3 separate regions of the Sus scrofa genome follow, and regions 1 and 2 are each linked to region 3. The links are chromatin contacts, called in public HiChIP or PLAC-seq maps. All regions are on one chromosome and are shown on one strand. Each heading gives the region's core, a stretch centred on a gene start, on an enhancer-like site or on the middle of the called end of the contact. The rest is flanking DNA. Distances are from core to core; before and after follow the strand shown.

Region 1 (4,487 bases), core at 548-3,047, 170 kb after region 3:
GGCATGCAATTTTGCAAGAATTTCTGCTGTCATATCCCACTTTTGCCTAATACATATTTGAAACAATTCTGATACACTGATTTATTTCTGCTTCAGTTTTTTTCTGCTGCAATTTGTAAGTGGGGCTATTTGTTGTTGTTTTGGTTATGTTTATTTTTTATTTTATTTTTATTAGACTATAGTTGGTTTACAGTGTGTCAATTTCTGCTGTACAACATAGTGAGCCAATCATACATATATATGTATACATTCTTTTTCTCATACTATCTTCCATCATGTTGTATCCCAAGAGATTGAGTACATTTCCCTGTGCTGTACAGTAGGACCTCATGGAGTATCCATTCTAAATATAATAGTTTACATCTACTAATTCCAAACTCTTTGCCATCCCCCTTCCTCCCCACCCCTACTGCCCCCCACCTGGCAACCACAAGTCTGTTCTCTATGTCCATGAATCTCTTTCTATTTTGTAGATAGGTTCATTTGTGCCATATTTTATTTAATTTTATTTTAGTCTTTTTTTTTTTTTTGTCTTTTTAGAGCTGCACTTGTGGCATATGGTGGTTCCCAGGCTAGGGGTCGAACTGGAGCTACAGCTGCCTGCCTAAACCACAGCCACAGCAATGCTGGATCTGAGCCTCATCTGTGACCTACACCACAGCTCATGGCAATGCTAGATCCTTAACCTACTGAGCGAGGCCAGGGATCAAACCTGTGTCCTCATGGATGGTAGTCAGGTTCATTTCCGCTGAGCCACGATAGGAACTCCTTGTGCCATATTTTGGATTCTAAGTGGAGCTATTTTGATTTTTTGTATGCTTTTTGCTAACTTACTTCTACTATATAGGAAGTTAAATTCTGGTGAATATGATGGCTGATTTCTGGTTTTAGGGAATTCTCTAAACCACGTAGAAATGGAAGTCTTATGATGGCAACAGGGGTACATCTAATTAAGTATTTCTCTTTGGCTGTTGGAAAAATCAAGGTGCAGAAATTATCCTGAGGCTCAATAAAGGGAAGTTCTTTATAAGATTTTATCTGGGCCAGGGCTTTTAAAAATTGGTGCAATAGCATACCTACAATTTTTCCAGTAAATATGTGTTTCTAAAAATACAGAGCTATAGTCTCATAGTTAGTTTCGAAATTGATACCATCTTAGAGCCCAAAGGTGTTCTGGGGCTTATGTACTCCCTTTGCCTTAGTTCAAAGGAGAAACTTTACATATCCTGCATTATTGTTCCAGAAACATCTCAACAGAGGGAGAGAACCAGAGTAAAAGACAGTGCATTAATTTTGTTGAAAGAGGGAGCAGAGAGCTCAGTGAAATGATATTGCATGAGATCAAAGCCAAAACCTTTGACCAGCCCCAGTATGCCCTCCCTTTTCATTGCTGTGATGAAATACTACGAAGACTCTACTGAAAATGTTATGATAGCTGACTCCCTGCTCCAAAAAGAGCCCTCTCCAGCAAAAGTGAAGGTGGAGATGGGAGTGCAATAGAGAAAAAAAAAAAAAATAATAACAATAAACCCAAGAGGAACAGGAAATGTTATCACAGTGAGTTCCCTTTTTCTCTTGATCTTTTTTCCTCACTGCTATAGTTTGAAGGCCTCAAAGTCATTTTGCCTGGATGTTCAAGTTGCGAATAAACTGCATAGTATAAGATCTGCTTCTAACCATCTATTTTGGAGACTCAGCTTAGATCCTTGCTACTAAAAGTGTGATCCATGGACCAGCAGCATTGGCATCACCCAGTGACTTGTTAGAAAGCAGAACCTCTGTTCCTTACCCCAGGCCTCCTGAAACAAACTGTGTTTTAACAAATCTAGGTGATTCATGTATGCATTAAAACTTGAGAAGTGATGGCTTATATAATCCCTTTTTCTTCCCTCTTTCCCTCCCTTTCTTTCTTTTTCCCTCCCTCCCTTTTTTCCTCCCTCCTTCCTTCCTCAGCTAGGGTTTTCTGCAGCTCACTTTTCTCTTTCTGTTCTGCCTATGTCTTGGTTTACGGTGTAAGTAACCAGTGTAAGTGATTATAGTCACCACTGTAAGTTATCCAAAACTAGAACAACTGAGCTCATGAACTGAATGACTAGAATACACATGGAGGTAAACTTGGCCAGTATGCTGCCATTTCCTTCTTTGTTATTTTTTAACATAAACTCTAAGGTACAGTTTGCCTTGCCTTAAGTAAACTTGACAAAACTCTAACGTACAAGACATAAAATGAGGAAGCTATTATTCACATTGTAAAAGAGACTCTGCTTTAGAAGGAGATTTACCAAATTATTTCTTTAAATTGCCCTGGGGTACATTTGAAATAGAATTTGACTCAAATGTTTATTCACAGTCCAATTTCTGAGATGGCATGTAATACACAAGTTGAGACGCGGTTGCCCAGAGAGTAGTCTGAGGGCACTTTATTACTACATTTCTGAAAGAGCTCTTGACTGCCCTTCTCATTTCCTTCTCACATTTCATTCTAATTTCTCTAAGTCTACAATCTCGAATGACTTCTTTTTATTCATAAACCAACTTATATAAATCTATGGCTTCACATTCCTGTGAAGTCAGAGACTTCACTGAGACTGACTTAGCAGAGAAGACCCTAAAGATGAGTCCAAGAAAAATAGCCCTTTAGCCGGATGACTAGTAACAGTGGTATTATGCTTGGTTTGAGTCTCTAATCCTCTCTGGCAGTAAAATCCTGCAAAAGGAAAACAGATACATTCCTGCAGAACACTGAGCCACAGCAGCATAGAATTGTTTCTTAGACTCCCAAATATTATCTACAGCTGGCAAAACACTGTGGCACAAAGACTCAGACCACCAACTCCTCTGCGTTCTCATGGCCATTGTCTAGATCTCCATTATGGTACTGAGGTTTCTATAGTGCAATCTGTGCTTTTGCAGGTGTTCCCTAGGAGTTTTGGAGGGCAGGAACTTTGTTCTTCTCATCTTTCTGCATCCAGTGCTTAGCACGTAGTAGTATTTCACTCTAGTGCATCAAAGACTTAGAAGTCAACTGCATGATTACCGATACCTTTAGAGAGGAGCAGGATTTTGACATTTGAGCAAAACATCTATAAAACTGAAGTGAAACACCCACAGGTTCTCCCTTTGCAGAGAGGCAGCAGTAGCATGGTTAATCTAAAATATCAGAAGTTAAAAATTAGTGTTTGACTTAGAAATTGTGACTACATTTGAATATTAATAACCATGAAGCATTGGAAGCACTGAAAGGCAAGAAGAAGCAGGAAGAGGAAGAGAGGGGAGAAAAGGAAGGAGGAGGAGGGCAAGGAAGAGGAGGGAGAAAATGATGGCTGTTTCACTGAAATAGTCTACAGTTGTACCTGAGACCATTGTTTAATTCGGTGGCTAACCCCTGCTCGTGTGCTGAGTCACTTCTTAGGTCAGTACAAGAACTCTACTCTGTTGGAAATCTTGCTTGTTCATATAGGCAGGTAAAGTTTTAAAATATAGGACCTTTTTTTTTTCCTTTCTATGGCTGCACCCGTAGCATTTGGAAGTTCCTAGGCGAGGAGTCAAATTGGAACTTCAGCTGAGGGTTACGCTAAGACCACAGCAATGCTGGATCTGAGCTGCATCTGTGACCTGTGCTGCAGCTTGTGGCAATGCCTGATCCTTAACCCACTGAGCAAAGCCAGGGATTGAACCCACATCCTCGTGGAGACTATGTCAGGTTCTTAACTGCTGAGCCACATTGGGAACTCCAACACTTTTCTTTTTTTTTAGACCTTGTTTAGAAAGAAGAATCAGAATCACGTTTTTGTCATCTAAGTACCAAACTAAATGTAGGGTATTCTTAGATTAAGCACCTGCTGAGGTAGCACATTAGGAGTCAGGTGACATTCTAGAGTATTATTTTTTATGGAGTTGGTGTCTTCCCTGCCAGATACTAGAATCCTGACTGCTAGAGCCATTAGGGTCCACCTTATTCAGATGTGTCATTTTCATGCTATCTGGAGGTAGTGTTTAGTTCAGAAACTTGTGAAGGTATATTAGTTCATAATGACTGAACTCATACTTTGGGATGAATGCTCCTCAAGTTTTTTATACACTTAAATATATATAACAAATCAAAAATGATACATCGGGTTGTGGACTAATTCTTCCTCTTAAGAAAATGATTCTTCGTAAAGAGAAGTGGCCATGTTCTTGTCTAATCTGAACATCTCTTCCTCATTACATAAATTGTGGTTCTCTGTTATGTTTTTATACTGTTCTTTTTCTGCACTGGTATATCCACAGACTTCACTTGCTTCTATCATGGCCTTAGTTGGTTGAAAATACTAAGTTTTTGTTTTCAAGAAGAGGCAAAAAGATGTTACTTACAGCACTTATTCACTGTATTCCTAATGAATAATACCTTTAGCAAAACTGTTGGTTGTTGATTATTCTTATCCTAAGAATGGGATAAAAGCTGTTCATTTCCTGTGGTTTTTCCATCTTCTACTCCAATTCTT
Region 2 (4,805 bases), core at 1,482-3,981, 150 kb after region 3:
CTTTTTCATATTCTTTTCCTTTATGGTTTATCACAGGAGATTGCATATAGTTCCCTATGCTACACTGTAGGACCTTGTTGTTCAAATTCTTTACTATACACTTCACGGTAAGTATTTTAGTGACAGACACCAACTTGGTTATTACCAGGGCCTTCAGCAAAGTTTTGCTGATAATCAAATTAATATTTAGAAAGTCTTAAAGGCCAATACTTAAAGAGCAATGAACATTTTGTGCCATTCCTCTAAAGCTTTATTTTTCAACTTTCTTCCTTCTCTACGGGAATGCTTCCTCTCACTCATAATGTAGAATAAGCAAGAGTACCTCTCTCTTGCTTTTTCTTCACGAGTTATATAAGATAATTAAGACATAATTGCTTTCCTTTTTTCTTAATCTGGAACAAAGAAATGGTGTAAGAATAAACAACAAGGCCACAGGCTGAGTACTCTTGCAAACACTTTACCTCCTGGAAAGAAAAAGCAAATGATCTTCATTAAACATTAACAATATTAGTTAATTATTGCAGCAATTACAAAATCATGGGCCTTTTCTACCTCTAATTCAATATTTTTTAGACTTTAAAAAAACCCATCCTTTTATTGATATCGCATTAGAAACTTTTTTGTTTCTAATCTTATGACTCTAGTCCTAAGAATCTAGTAAAAGGGATAAACCAGCTGAGTGAGGTTATAGGAGAGGACAACAAGTCTTGACACATATTATTGATACAAAAGAGTCATCGTCTCTGGGGGATTCTGAGGTTCCAAAATATGCAAAGTCAAAATGTGGAGATAGGAGTTCCTCTTGTGGCTCAGCAGTTAACAAACCTGACTAGCATCCATGAGGACTCAGGTTCGATCCCTGGCCTCGCTCAGTGGGTTAAGGATCTGGCATTGCCATGAGCTGTGGTGTAGGTCACAGACGTGGCTTAGATCCCAAGTTGCTGTGGCTGTGGCTGTGGCCAGCCACTACAGCTCCGGTTGGACCCCTAGCTGGGAATCTCCGTATGCTGTGTGTGCGGCCCTAAAAAAAGGGGCAGGGGGATATATATGAGCATTTTATTTTGCCTTTCAAGTTAATGTCACTCTTTAGACATGAATGGCAGTGGGTGGATGGGCGGATGGGTTTAGGATTCTGAAGTGCTCTTGCAAGCCTAGAGGAGTATATATCATCCCATTTTCCTATAAAATTGGATTGTGATGATCATTGTACAATTATAAATGTAATAAATTCATTGAGTAATAAAAAATAGAAAAAAGCAAATAAAATATTTAGTTTTAAAATTATATTCACTAAAATTCAGTCTTTTCGATGTACAGGCCAGTGAGTACTGATAAAAACAGTCATATGTCCACCACTCTAGTTAGTATAGAAATGTTCTATCATCATCACCCTTCCAAATTAATCATATGGGAGTGCTATGGCTGTTGTAAGTCAACCACAATACCTGCTTCGAACTGTTCACTATTCTTTTGTGTGTGTGGTGTTAACCACTTTCTAAGCCCAAACCCTTGTCAACCACTGATCTGTTCTCTAGCTCAACAGTTCGCCTTTTCCAGAGTGTCATGTGAATAGAGTAGCATTATAGGACTAGCTTTTTTCATTTAGCATAATGCATTTGAGAATAAGTCATGTATTGAAAGTTCATTCTTTCATTGCTATGAACATTTGTTTATTCATAGTTATCCATGAATCTGTGGAAGGACATCACTCCTCTCTGTTTTAGTATCAAAACGTGATAATCTTAACACATCTTGTTGTTGAGAGGACCAAACAAAAGAATAGCCTCATATTCTACACATAGTGAAGTTCTGAATTCAAGGAACGTCAAGTAAAAGTATGAGACAATTGCTCTGTTTTTAATCATTACGGTTTTTGTTTCAGAGAGTTGCACCTTAATGTAAGCTTAGGATTATGCTAGATACAATAATGAAAATACCAAATACTCTCCAAATACAACACATGAGTTAGACATCATCTTTGTCCTCTGACCTAATCCAATATGGGACTGCTGTTTGCTAGGTAATCACAGTCTTTGTGAGACTCAAGAGGAAAAGAAAAAAAAAAACAAAACAAAACACTTATTGTATAACCTAATGACATTCTGAAATCATAACTGAATTCTAACTTTCATCAGTACAATTCCCTATCAAATATTTTGAGTGACATTTTTCTTGTCTTAGCTACTTTCATCCTTAGTGATCAGAATTTCTTTGGCTGCCCTAATATTAAACAGATGTGGACAGGAGGGTTTTTTGGCTGCAACACCTCCTATAGTGCTGATCCAGAGGGTAGCTCCAGTTGATCTGGCTGGAAGGGGGTGTGTTCCTTTGTCATCTATAAGTGCGAGACCCTTCTGAGGCTCTGGGAAGGGTCAGACTTTCCAAATGGATTGTGGCCAGCCATTGTCAAATGTGAAACTTATGTTACAGTAGCATCTTCCTCATTGTAAGTTTCACTTTTAGTTTCCTTCCTTCCTTGGTGACCAACTTGTTTCTTTGTTTTGTCAGATGGTTTTGGTGGCAGTTTTTGTTAATTTCTGAAGAAAATTACTGACTTCTGACTTCACCCTCTGTGATGGTGTTAAGTAATAGAAAACTGGCAGGCTGAATTAGTAAACTTAGTAAATCCCCGTCAGTTTGACCCAGTGATACACTTTCAAAGGATCTAACCATGTTTAGAACTGCATGTGAAGATACAAATGAGAAGGTGTGAAGTTACATGGGCTGGAAACCCAGAGTTGCCCTTGTGATCACATTAAGTTGCCACATAAGGCAAGTTCCTGTTGTGGCGCAGTGGAAACGAATCTGACTAGGAAACATGAGGTTATGGGTTTGATCCCTAGCTTTGCTTAGTGGGTTAAGGATCTGGCGTTGCTATGAGCTGTGGTGTAGGTCGCCGACCTGGCTCAGATCTGGTATTGCTGTAACTGTGGTGTAAGCTGGCAGCTGTAGCTCCAATTAGACCCCTGGTTTGGGAACCTCCATGTGCCGCAGGTGCCGCCCTGAAAAGAAAAAAAAAAAGTTGCCACATAAGGAAGGGAAAGGGTTTTTGCAATGACTAGGCCTTCTTCCACAAGGTTCTACTAGCACAGAGGCAAGTAACCCAGATCAAACACTTCAGGAGAAGCATTCTTTTGGTTCCTATTACAATGCAATTTTATTTCTAAGGAAAAGGCTTGTCAGTTCTTACTGAGTTGGAGAACTCCCAGAAAATAGTTCATGATAAAGCATTGAATAATGGCAGACATACACATACCCCCATTTCAGATTCACAATCCCCCTGCATGAGAGATGTTACTATCCCCATATTGCAAAAGAGGAAACTGAGTCTTCTTTTAAATTTTCTTTGCGTTTATTTTTTCCGCACAATTTATTCCTGACCCATAAGTTTTTGTTTCTTCTGGGCTATCTTTTTCTTCTGTGCAACCTCTTCTTCTGGCTTAGAAACAAACTGCTCTTTTTCAGTAAGGATCATCTCAATGTGGCAGGGAGAACACATGTAAGGGTTTATCTGATCATGAGCGCTGTAAGTCCTGAGCTGCATCTTGGGGGCTTTGTTCACCTGGATGTGCTCAATGACCAGAGAATCTATATCTAAGCCCTTAAATTCAGAATTACTCTACATTTTTGAGCATGTGCAATAAAAATTCAGCACTTTTTTGGGGCCAGTGACCCTGGATCCAGCCCCAAGGTTTGACCTGGGCACACCTACCAACTCCACCACTGTAATGACTGAATGGCACACATTGCTTCTGTAAAGTGACATCCTTAAGATACTTGCTGGCTTTTTGGATATGCATACCCTTAATGGCCTGGGCAGTTTCACGAGTGTTCTTAACGTGAACACGAAGATTTGAACTTCTTGACTGGCATGATTGTGTAGGGTTTTCTAGGTCAAGTGAATAGAGGTCACCTCAGGCCGCTTACCAGAAAAGGAGGAAATTGAGTCTTAAAGGACCTTTATCAAGGCCACCCACCTGGTGCCAAAGTCCATGCAGGACACAATCTTCACCTCTGCATTCTGTCTCTGTGGATGAGGTCCGTATATTTACAGAAGGAACAGCATGAGGGGCTCCCAGTTCTAGAGAAAATGGATTATGTTAAAGTGAGAGAACAACCTTTTTGGCAACATTCCTGTCAAAACCCCAGAACTGTAGGAAATGGCATGACCTCAAATGAATGAGAAGTGAAGAGATGTGAGTGGAGCTGAGCAGACTTGGGGATGAGAAAATGTGACTTGAATTAGAAATAAATATGTTTGTAACAGGGAGTGATAAAGAAAAAAGTAAAGAAAAAGGCTGTGTCAAAATCTGAAAGAAAGTAGAGGCAATAGCCCTATGTTGAAAGAAGCCATACTGAGATATTTTAGAAAATATTGCTTCTTCAGCATTTTGCATCTTCGCTCAAATGGCACACTTTGTTTATTTAATGCTTCACTTTTTCTAGCCTTTGGTCAGAGAGGCAGCCTCATTACCTTCATTTTTTACTGGCTGTCGAGACAGCTCAGGTTCAGATGGGCCAAACCGAGGTAATGACCCAGGCAGGGTAAATGGGAAACTTTCTGTTCTCTTGGGAACAAGTCATCAGTTTATTTCCTGAATGCTAAATTCTTTCTGAAAATAATATACAAAATCAATGCAAGCTAGTTCTTGAATTTTTTTTATTCAAGAAAATTTAAGCTGAGCATTACCAGCTCATGCATCAATGTCTAGGAAATACTTACAATGAAATGGGCTCTGGGAAAAGGCATCAAAAAGTCAGTGCTAGCAACATGGATGGAACTAGAGACTCTCATCCTGAGTGAA
Region 3 (4,812 bases), core at 127-2,626:
CAGGCTAGAGGTCTAATTGGAGCTGTAGCTGCCAGCCTACGCCAGAGACACAGCAACGCAGGATCCAAGCTGCGTCTGCAACCTACACCACAGCTCATGGCAACGCCGGATTGTTAACCCACTGGGCAAGGGCAGGGATCGAACCCGCAACCTCATGGTTCCTAGTTGGATTCGTTAACCACTGCGCCACGACGGCAACTCCTAATCCATTGCTTTTATACCCTGAAGACTGGCCAAAGAAAATGGACTTCTTCCATTATCTGACATTCTTAAAGACTTTGAATTTCTGGTGTCATCCTTTCTTTAACAAGCCTATATGGAGAGTTCCTTCTGGTTCTTTACAACACATACACTCCTCTGTCCAACTCCCCACTGGGCCTCTGCCACACAATTCATTCATTCAATGTTTATTGAGCTCCCTTTGTGTAGCTTCTAAGTATAGTAAGAAGCATTAATTGAATGAATATAAATTGCTTTGGCTTTTAAAAAAATCAACTTATCAAATGGTACACAGTACTTTAGTCAAAAACAAATACATTCTTAGTAGATTAGCTGGCAATATAATTTCTTATAGCTATTTCCTAATGGGGTGCATTTCTTGAATAATTCCTTAAAAAAACCCATTCTTTGCTAGAGCATAGCAGTGATTTGGCTATTCTGTTTTTATACACAGGCATATATATCTTCCCTCCAATGTTTCCACAATGTATGTAAAATGTACTCATGCTGACCATGATTTTTTTTTATTGAAAAGCAATACAAAACAGCTTTAGAAACAAGAGGAAGGTAATATTTTACATTATTTGTTATGAAAATTTCTATGCTTTGTGCCAGAATTTACTTCCCACAACTATGCTTGCTTTATCTAGAACATCTTCTGTTGTATTTCTACATTATTGAAAGTATCCATTAGTATTTAATTCAGAAGAGCTTAATAAACTGATCATCTGAGAAAAACGGTGTTTCCCTTTTTTCAGAACATGCTTATTTATGTGCAGTATGGAAATCTGATCCTGCTCTCTTCCAATCAGCCAGCAGTTCTTTTTGTACCTCTTCTGGTAGTTCATAGAAAACTTCAGGATCAATGTCAGAAGGAAAAGCAAATTTCTCATCAAGAGAATCTTGCTCTCTATTTTCTGTAAGTCCTTCATGATGAGAGACTGTTGCCACTGGTTGCTCATGGCTATCTCTAGAACAATTTTTGGAGTAAAGTTGCTCATTCTGCAAATTTGGAAATGAATGGAAAATAGATACAGCAGGGTTTGTATTTGAAAAGTAGAATCCTTGAGATTCTTTGGGTCCTTGACTCATGCGTTCATCTTTTAAGCTGCTGTCTAAATAATGTGAATAATCCTTCTGGCTAGATGAGTAAGAGGAACTACTGCTATTTAAGCCTGATGTTCCTGGTTCACAGGGAGACACAGAGGATATCTGTTTGCTCTTGGATAAATGATCTTTAGGATTTAAGGAACCATGCTGCATTTGTTTCGTAGAAAAGAAAGATAATACTCCTTTAGAAGCATGTAATGGACAACTCAAACTTCCTTTCCCTTGAACTTTTTCTCTAGATTTTCCAGAAAGGATTTCCTCTTGAATATCTACTGGCAACTGCTTGAAGACTTCTTGGTCAATACCCTCAGGAAGCGAGGAGAGTGGACATTCATTATTGTCTTCCGCTTTAGAGAAATGTGTAGGATCTGGTGGCAACTTCCCAGTTCTTGTACTTTCAATTCTTCCAGTTGGTAGAAAATCCCTGTTTGTTTCTTTGTCTTTGGAAAAATCCTCCATATGAGTGTCTTTCATTTTCTAGAACATAAGGATAACAGAATAATTTAGATATCTGATACCTTTTAAATATTCATGCTGCTGAAATGTGACTATGAGGTGACTCACATGTCTCTATCCTGCTCCATAACCTGAATCCTTTTGGCCAGTTCCAAACAACTAGAAATGATTAATCCACCACAATTACTCACACTGTTTTGTGGATCTTTACTCACTATTCCAGGAAGAGGCTTCCTTCTTAGATAGCACTGAGCCAGAAAGTAGGCAAGTATTGGAGACTTGGAAAGGATCTTAACAATTATGTACTCAAACTTCCAATTCTGTGAATAAAAGAATAGTGGCCTAGAAAGGTAATTGATTCACCAAGAATATCTAAAATGTATGTATATGCACAGATGGCTTCAAGGGCTAGTTTTCTAAAATTCCCTGTTTTGAAGTGTAACATTTAACAGAAAGAAAAAAATACTTCCATGGTAAAAATTCAATAACATTATTAAGATGTAATACTCTTCTGGGAGCTCCCACTTTGGCTCAAGAGGTTAAGAACCCAACTAATATCCATGATAAGATGGGTTTGAACCCTGGCCTCACTCAGTGGGTTAAGGATCTTGTGTTGTGGCAAGCTGCAATGTAGGTCGCAGATTCAGCTCAGATTTAACATTGCTAATAGCTGTGGTGTACGCCAGTTGCTACAGCTAATTCAATTCTTAGCATGGGAACTTCCACATGCCGCAGGTGTAGCCTTAAAAAGACAAAAAAAAAAAAAAAAAAAAAAAAAAGTAATACTATTATATTTACATGAAATAAAAACTTTAAAACACCTTCCATTTTAAATTTGCATAATTTTTTCACTTAAAATTTCCCTTTAGTTTTAGCACCATCAAAATGTATGCACAATCAAAAATAACTCAGGAAACAACAGAAAAATAACTTCAAAAAAAAACAAAGACAGAAAGAGATTTGGGCCTCTGTATTTACTGAGTACCTTCTGTGTGCCAGACATGTACAAGGTACTTTCACTTACATTTACCTCTCTAATATTAAGGTGAATTAAAGACCTTTAATTCTCATTCTACAGATTAAAAAGTAAACATTTTTTAAAATTTCAGTTAATGAATAGAATAAAAAGGATGACTGAAAAGAAGTAATTTGATGTGGGCACTAATTTATTATTTCTATAACACTGTTCTCATTATAAGCTTAAATATAAATAAAAGTATTACTAAAATTATACTGACTGGTTAAACAATAGAAATTTTTAAAATAATAAAAATATTTTAAATTAAGGATTAATTGTAGGCATAAGAAATTTAATAAAGGATGATTATTTTTTAAAGTATCCCACATATTAAATAAACAAAAGCTTGGAGTTCCCATTGTGGCTCTACAGTTAGTGAACCTAACTAGCATCCATGAGGATGCAGGTTCGATCCCTGGCCTCGCGCAGTGGGTTAAGGATCTGGCATTGCCGTGAGCTGTGGAGTAGGTTGCAGATGCAGCTCATATCCTGTGTCGCTGCTGCTGTGGTGTAGGCCAGCAGCTGTAGCTCTGATTCGACCCCTAGCCTGGGAACCTCCATATGCCACAGGTGCAGCCCTTAAAGATAAAATAAATAAATAAACAAAAGTTTCCCAAATGGCTGTATATACATAGTATTTTGTTGCAGTCATTTGAAAATATGACTGGCTTCTGCCTCTCTAATGTCACACTTAATTTCTACAAGTATAAAATGAGCAGTCATATTATATTAATATTGCTATCAGAATTCAATATAATTTCAAAACCAAGAAAATATGTTTGAATTAAAAACATGGGTGGGGGAGATTGCTGGTAGCTTATGTATAAATTAACATGACAACAAGATTTGATTTCCAGTACTTGAAGATATTTTCATATGAGCTAATCATTATATTCCTATGGACTACTATAGGATATTTTAACACTTTCAAAACATAGAACCTCATAAAGTTTTCTCTTTTATCCAGTGATGCTTATGTTTTCTTCTTATATCCACAGCATATATTAATATACAAAGCTAGTAACCTTAATATGAAGTCATTCGAATCATATCACCCAAAAGAATCACTAAATTATAACATAAAATTTTATTTGTAATTTAACAATATAATTCCAGGAACACTGTACTTACAAAACTGCGTTTGCCAGAGCATGAAGTTGTTGATAATGATGGTGTTAAATAATAATCAATAGTCCCTTTTTTAGCAGTATTCGGTGCTTTAAGGTTGCAGAAGCACACACTTAAAAGGGTAAGATGAAATGGCATCTTCACATTCACCATATTTCGAAAGAGTTTCATAAGTATATCAACCATTGGGGTCATCGCATCATAATTTCCTAAATAAAATGTTTAAGATGACAATATCTAAATGCATTATATCATAATTAAGATCTTAGTCTAATTTATAAATTTAAATTAAGATATTAAAATTCTTAGGGTATCTGGGATATCTCAACATTAATACTAAATACCAAATGAGTTAAATTTTTCAAAAGATTTGAAGTACGGGACTTCTAGTTACGGGAGAATAATGAAGTCAGAAAATTCTGACTCTTTGAAAAGATAAACAAAATTGATAAATGATTGCTGGAACAACAAAGGAAGAAAAAAGAATACACGAATTACAAAAATCAAGAATGAAAGAGGGGCAATCACTATAGACCTTACAAAAATCAAAAGAATACTAAGAATTAACAACTTCATGCTGACAAATTAGACAACTTGGATGAAACATATACCTTCCTAGAAGAAACAAATTACCAAAATTGACTCAAAATAAATAGAAAATCAGAATAACTCATAACAAATAAAGAAATCAAAATTCTTATTTAAAAATTTTCCCACAAACAAAAGACTAGGACCATGAATAGCCAAAACAACTTCATAAAACTGGAAAACTTACACTACCTAATTTCAAAACTTGCAACAAAGTATTAAGATAGTATGGAACTGGTATAAGGATAAACACAGATCAATGGAATAAGTATAAACCTTATATTTATGGTCAT

Evidence for each region. HiChIP or PLAC-seq counts read pairs in DNA pulled down with a chosen protein or histone mark.
Region 1: an H3K27ac HiChIP or PLAC-seq map of alveolar macrophages shows a contact between it and region 3. The contact joins two enhancer-like sites. A contact is called at or near these places in 2 of 47 Hi-C or Micro-C datasets (embryonic fibroblasts and skeletal muscle) and 1 of 2 datasets of contacts at active chromatin or transcription factors (alveolar macrophages).
Region 2: a contact with region 3 is called in an H3K27ac HiChIP or PLAC-seq map of alveolar macrophages. The contact joins two enhancer-like sites. A contact is called at or near these places in 1 of 47 Hi-C or Micro-C datasets (embryonic fibroblasts) and 1 of 2 datasets of contacts at active chromatin or transcription factors (alveolar macrophages).

What each region holds. Positions count from the first base shown.
Region 1 is chr1:103,650,936-103,655,422 of Sscrofa11.1, reverse strand. No RefSeq gene overlaps it. Among named protein-coding and RNA genes, the nearest start is that of MBD2, 120 kb to the left of the region's middle. Within about 2 kb of position 1,797, at least 5 of the 83 cell types and tissues checked have an H3K27ac peak or open chromatin away from gene starts, as enhancers often do. A contact at or near this core is called in alveolar macrophages, where this site is marked.
Region 2 is chr1:103,670,892-103,675,696 of Sscrofa11.1, reverse strand. It overlaps the pseudogene LOC110260877. Among named protein-coding and RNA genes, the nearest start is that of MBD2, 95 kb to the left of the region's middle. Within about 2 kb of position 2,731, at least 14 of the 83 cell types and tissues checked have an H3K27ac peak or open chromatin away from gene starts, as enhancers often do. A contact at or near this core is called in alveolar macrophages, where this site is marked.
Region 3 is chr1:103,816,280-103,821,091 of Sscrofa11.1, reverse strand. POLI (DNA polymerase iota) reads right to left here. Exons shown (of 10, transcript XM_021093321.1): 8 at 3,935-4,140; 9 at 1,977-2,105; 10 at 727-1,806. The coding sequence ends at 985. Among named protein-coding and RNA genes, the nearest start is that of POLI, 25 kb to the right of the region's middle. Within about 2 kb of position 1,376, at least 9 of the 83 cell types and tissues checked have an H3K27ac peak or open chromatin away from gene starts, as enhancers often do. A contact at or near this core is called in alveolar macrophages, where this site is marked.